Linked DNA regions of Ovis aries: region 1 is linked to region 2. Evidence: chromatin contacts called from public Hi-C data. All regions are on one chromosome and are shown on one strand. Each heading gives the region's core, a stretch centred on a gene start, on an enhancer-like site or on the middle of the called end of the contact. The rest is flanking DNA. Distances are from core to core; before and after follow the strand shown. Region 1 holds the start of CPNE5 (copine 5). Region 2 overlaps CPNE5 (copine 5).

Region 1 (2,891 bases), core at 310-2,809, 84 kb after region 2:
CCCCTCACTGCTTGGGACAGCCTTCCTCTCAGACGGAAGAACCTAGGGGAGACCCAGCTCCGATGTCCCCCCTGCCAGTGACTCCCAAAGCCTGTGTGACATGGATGAGGATTTAGGGGTGGGAGCCCACAAAAACGCTCCTCTCCCTCCCCTGCTGGACTCTAAACTTCCACACTCAGTGTCCTAGTCCTTTGGCTTAAGATTTTGTATCCCAGTTATTGTTTTTTTTTAATGGTCTCACTTCGAGTTGTTATCAGTCATCCACAGCTCAGCATGAGTGAGCCAATCTGATCGTTTCCCAAAGAGTCTGTTTTGCTGTTGGAGGTGAAGAAAGGCTGTAGGATCCTGGGGTCTAGAAGGTGGGGGGAGGGAGGGAGGAGAGGGTGGGGGAGTTGGGGCGAAGGAGCAGGGAGAAGGCAGGGAAGGAGGGCGCAGAAGGCAGAGGCTGGGCACGCCTGGGAGGGATGAGGCAAATCCCTCTCTTCTCCATTTGGGGAGGGGACGATCAGAAATAGACGGCGTGAAGCCCCTGCCGTGTTCGTTCACTACCTCCCTCTCCCCCCTCGGGCTCCCGGATCCCTACCCCCTGTGTCTTCTTATCTCCTCGCAACATCAGCCCGGCGTGCAAACTTTCCCGAATAAGACCCTGAGCCTGGCTTCCCATTCCGCCTTGGCCACCCGTGGCTGGGCATGGGCTCTTGCCCGACAGGCAGAGGGGCGAGCACGCTCTGGAAGGGGGCGCACGGAGGTAGACGGGGCTCCGGCTCCAGGGGCGGGGCGGGGGGACCCGGACAGCGGGCGGCTCACCTGCAGGACACGGTGATCTCCACCTTGGTGGCCGGGATGCTGCCCGCCAAGGAGTCGAACTCGCTCAGCGACGCCATGTCCTCGGGCTGTTCCATAGCCCACCGCGCCCCCCACCCCAAATTAGTCAATCCCTGCGCGATTCACGACTCCTCCGGAGCGACGGAAACCCTGGGCTCTCCCCCTAACTCCCGAGCCGGGGCTGGGCGGCAAAGGGAGGAGAGAGGAGAGCGAAGAGGGGGCGTGGGAAGTGAGAGAGGGAAGGGGGCGGAGGGAGCGGGGGCCGAGGAGAGAGGAGGGGGTGCGGGTGACGCCGCGAGGAGGCTGGGGACCCAGTGTTGAGGGGCAGAGCGCGCAGGGAGCTGGGGCGCAGCGGGGAGAGGCGGAGGGGCGCGAGGCGAGGGCGCCGGGAGGGACGCGCGGAGTGGTGGAGAGAGCACCAGGAAAGGGGCGGGGAGCTCGGGGTGGGGGCAGAAGGGGCGCAGGAGAGGGAGAGGGGGTGTGGGGGGTCGAGTGGAGCTCGGGCTGCGGGGGCGGCGGGACTCAGGCAGCGCGGAGCGAACCCGGAGCGCCGGAGCTGCGGCGCCACTCGCTGGGTCTCCGCGCGGGCGGCGGCGAGGCTGGGGACGCGGCTCCGAGCGCCACCTCCTCGGCTCGGGCTCTGGCTCCGGGGCGCCCGGGCTGCGGGAAAATCAAATCTGCCCGAAGCCGCCACCTCCCGCCACCCGGGGCGGGCCGCTTGCTGGGTCCGTGAGCGCCGGAGGGGGCGCCCGCAGGGGCCGGGGCGGGGCCGCGGGCGGGGTCTGCGCGCGAGTGTGTGTGCGAGCGTGTGAATCTGTGTGTGTGTGCGTGTGGCGGGCGTGGGGACGCGGTTCCAGATGCTGGGAGCCTGGGGGGTGACGGCTAGAGATGGTCTCGGCGGTGCGCGTCTTCGTCTGCGCCCGCGCTCCACTTCCCACCTCCCGGAGGATCTCGGTACCCCGGGAGCCAGAGGGGTGTCTGAACCTAGGAGCATCTGTTTGGGAAGGGTCTCTGCGGAGCGAGGGTGGGGAGGGATCTGTGCACAGAGACAGCATCTCCCCCAGAGGTTTGGGGGGGGAGTCCGCTGAGGGTGCGCCCCAACGCGGGGGAGGGGGCGGGTCTCAGTGCAGAAACAGATTTTACATCTCCTGGGGAAGCGTGTGGGGACGACCCCAGTGCCCGGAGGGGTCGCCTCAGTGAGGGTCCTTAGGCCTAGGCAGCGTGGGTTCATGGACGCTCTCCCATCCGCCTCTGCCCCCGCCGGGCCTGGCCACGCGGAGTCGGCCACCTAAGCCACGCGACAGAGCCCTCCCCATCCCCTGCCCGTCGTGACCACACGGCTTAGCCAGCCCCTGGGTCTAGAAGCTTCCTCCAACCAGGCAGAGGGCGGTCCGAGCTCTCCAGGCTTCTCTGCAACCTGCACCAAGTAGGCGCCTGCTGTGTGCCGGGCTCTGATCGCAGTCAGGGGAGCGAGGAGATTGTCCAGGCCCCTCTCTGGCGGCCTCCCTTCCAGCCTGGCCCGTTGCGGCTCCACTCTGCCCGGGTCTAGCCTCCTGGGTGAGCCCCTGGGTTTGCAGCGCTGTGGCGTCTCTCCAGGGCTTCTCAGAGAGACGCTTCCCCAGGAAATCTCCCGCGGCCCTTCCTCAGCCTGAATCTCAGCTTTACTGAGCTGGAACCTCCTCTTCCCCATCGCCCCGGCATTTGGAGCGGACGCGCCTCTCTGCCGGGGAAGGGTCCTGGGGGGATCAGAGCCTGAGACCGGCTCTGGGAAAGCCGCGCCCTCCGGGCCTGGCTTTGGCAGCTGGGCCTTAACCGGCGCTCAAGATTCTGTTTGAAGTCAATTCCCAGAACATCGGATACAGCCAGAGTCAAAGATAAATATAAGAACACGTTCGTCAGCCTGGGTTAAGTGTTTTCTGTTTACCCATGGCTCAGGATCTGCTGGACTAGGCTCTGCGACCTGGGACCCGACAGCAAGAACAAAGAGGGGATGCCCAGGGTGGTGGGGTGCTGCGGGGTTGAAAGGTTTCTTTCTCTGGTTTGGGCTTAAGACCCTGTCTCCACCA
Region 2 (2,923 bases), core at 305-2,804:
TCACTATACTTTGTTTCCACAGCACCCCCAACCACCTGGCACACACAGGTATTTGCGGGAGCACTTGTCTTCTGTCCCCCACCCCCCAACCTGACAATAAGTACCAGGGGGGCAGGGATTTGCATCAGTCTTATTCCCTCTTGCCCCAAACAGTGCCTGGCACTTGGGAGCACACAGTAAATATTTGTTGAAGAAATGCAGGAGTGTGCTGAGGATCAGCCCCCGGAAGCCGCTGGGCCAGTGTGATCCCAGGATGGTCTTGGTTAAGGAGGCCGTGTCCACAGCAGCTGCAAGCTGCAGATTTAACTGTTGTGCTCACTGCTCTGTCTACCACCTTCCAGCTCTGTGACCTTGGTTGAGTCACTTCCCTGCCTGGGCCTTGGTTTCCGTTCTTGTGACGAGGGGATGATAATGCCTGCCTCTTAAGGAAACAACCTGTGAAAAGCACCCCAACGGGGAATTTCCCAGAGTAAGAGCCCAATAAGTTCGAGTCCTTTTCCTTCCTGCAGCAAGAGCCCCCCACGGGAGTTTCTCTCTGGGATTTTTCATCCTACATCACAGGGCCCGTCCCCCCGGACCCCCACTGCTCCGTCAGCCCCACTCCTCCCCACCCCCAACCCCCAGGTCTGGTTCCCACACCCTGCAGCAAAGCCGCACAGACCACCAGACCTAGCTCGGGGCTCAGGAAGTCTACATCCGCCTCAGAGAGGGAGTGGCTACTCACTGTGCCCGAATTCACATATTTCTTTTTCTTCATTTTCTTTTTTGGGTTTACCACCTGCCGAGGAAAAAAACACACACACACAATAAAACCCAGTTACCAGGTAAGAAGGAGCGCTTCTGCAGGGGCTGGGTGTGGCCCTGGGGCAGAAGAGAAGGAGGAAGCCAAGGGTGACTAGGGAGACGCAGAAGGAAGAAAGAGCTGGAGCTTAGGCCCAGGTGGGAAGTTCAGGTGGGAGGTCTGGCAAGCTGTGCAGGCAGGAACGGGGGAGAGAAGTCTGGCGGGACAAACCCAGCACAAACCTCAGAACCGCCACAGGCCTGAAGGCCACGCAGAGGATCTGGTGCTGCCTGGCGTGTTCGTAGGACGACAGTTCCCTAGGCAAGCTGCTGAGACGGGGGCACATTGCAGCCCCGAGACTACACTGTTCCTGGATCTCTCAGTCTGTCCCATGAGGGTGTGGGGCTTCTAGTATTTACCGCAACTCAAACATCTACTCCAGAGCAGCTCTCCCACCAGAGGGGAATGCACATGGACTCTTGGGGGTCTGGGCATCACCAAAAGACCTGGCCACAAGCATATGTCTTTGAAGTCATCTGTTATCTTTAAATTAGCCTGTACCACATGCACTCTCTAATTATAACTGTTTCAATATTAAAGCACTGTTTTGTTCTCAGATCTTCCTGTGAAGTGGGCACTGAGAAAACATCCTGTTTGTTCTGGGGTTTCCACCACCACTGGGCATGCACACCCCCTCCCCCCCTCCCCATGTACCAGACTCTCCAGCCTAAGCGGCCCCAGACGCCGTGCAGGGGACCAGCGCCCCCTAGGGGCCAGCAACCTCCCCACTCCCGGGCTGGAGTTCGAAGCTTTCTCCTCTCTCTCCTCACGTCCCCAGCGTCTTCAGGGTCCCCAGGGCTGGTAGGGGGTCTGCCCTCCTGTGCAAGGAGGCACTGAGTGGCTCCCAGGACCAGGAGCTCTGCGGGCTCTGGACACAACAGTGAGCGAGACATCGTCCCCACCCCTGAGGATGTCATGGTCTTTGGGGAGGGGGGGTGGGGAGGGGAGGGAGGAGGGGGGAGGGGAGGGAGGAAGTATGATAAGGGCTGCCCAGGTGTCGCTAGTGTAAAGAACCTGCCTGCCAGTGCAGGAGACCTAAGAGATGTGGCTTCAATCCCTGGGTCAGGAAGATTCCCCTGGAGGAGGGAATGGCAGCCCACTCCAGTATTCTTGCCTGGAGAATCCCATGGACAGAAGAGCCTGGTGGGCTACAGTCCACGGGGTCACAAAGAGTCAGACACGACTGAAGCAACTTAGCACACACGCACACACATAGTATGATAAACAGGTAACAGGCCTGCTTTTAGTGGGGGAGGAGGGAACAGGAGCACCCTCTTCAGACTTGGTGGGTGTGCAGGTAGGGCCTTCCTGGGGGAGGAGCATCACAGGCTGTCTCTGAGGCCCGGTAGAGGCCCAACCAGGTCAAGAAGAGCAAAGGGAGCCCCGGGGAGGCACCAGCACAAATGAAGCCACAGAGACCGAGCCAGATGGAGGTTCAGAGAGCCTCAGATGGCATAATGGGCTGAAAGCGAGGGTGGGCAGAGGGACGGGGAGCGGGCCAGACCCCAGGGGCTCCTAGAGCTGTGATGTATACGGCCGCTCATACACGCCCCCACCTCAGCTGCACAGACACTGCAGGTCGCGGGGGCTTGACCCTCTTGTGAAGGAGCTCGGCCTTTCCTTGTAGGTAAAGGGCCCTGTCGGACATCAGTTGGGGTGGAGGCTCCCTGCTCCCTGGGGCGAACCAGGCTGAGACAGCGGGTGAAGTGAACAGCCAGGTAGTAAGCAGGGCAGCAGTGTGGTCGATTACCATTTTGTAGGCAGCTCTGGGTTACTGAGTAGAAGTGGAAAGGCCATTAGGAGGCTGTCGCAAAGCCCCCCACCCCCACGGGGGAGATGGTGATGGTGGGGGTGGACAGGAAGGAAGGGGACAAGCCTCAGAATATCCAGGTGGCAGGAGGAGCAGGACTCAGCCGTGGACTGGGTGTGGGATGCGGGGCAGAAGGCATCAGGGATGCCTCCCCAGGGGCCGTGGTCCCCACGATGATGGCACAGGAGGGGGAAGCGGCTGGCCAGAGGAGAGGAGGGCGGCAGGGGCTCTAGCCGGCGCATTCAGTTTAGGAGGCTAAGTCTGAGGAGCGG

Evidence for each region. Hi-C and Micro-C count contacts between places; a contact is called where the count stands out from the background.
Region 1: a Hi-C map of mixed tissues shows a contact between it and region 2, with 4 times the contacts expected there. The contact joins the promoter of CPNE5 here to the enhancer-like site in region 2. A contact is called at or near these places in 8 of 16 Hi-C or Micro-C datasets (hypothalamus, liver, mesenteric adipose tissue and 4 more).

What each region holds. Positions count from the first base shown.
Region 1 is chr20:10,844,341-10,847,231 of ARS-UI_Ramb_v3.0, forward strand. CPNE5 (copine 5) reads right to left here and starts at 1,560. Exons shown (of 21, transcript XM_027958670.3): 1 at 808-1,560. The coding sequence starts at 902.
Region 2 is chr20:10,759,982-10,762,904 of ARS-UI_Ramb_v3.0, forward strand. CPNE5 (copine 5) reads right to left here. Exons shown (of 21, transcript XM_027958670.3): 13 at 725-778. Among named protein-coding and RNA genes, the nearest start is that of RAB44, 63 kb to the left of the region's middle. Within about 2 kb of position 1,555, at least 4 of the 54 cell types and tissues checked have an H3K27ac peak or open chromatin away from gene starts, as enhancers often do. A contact at or near this core is called in liver, where this site is marked.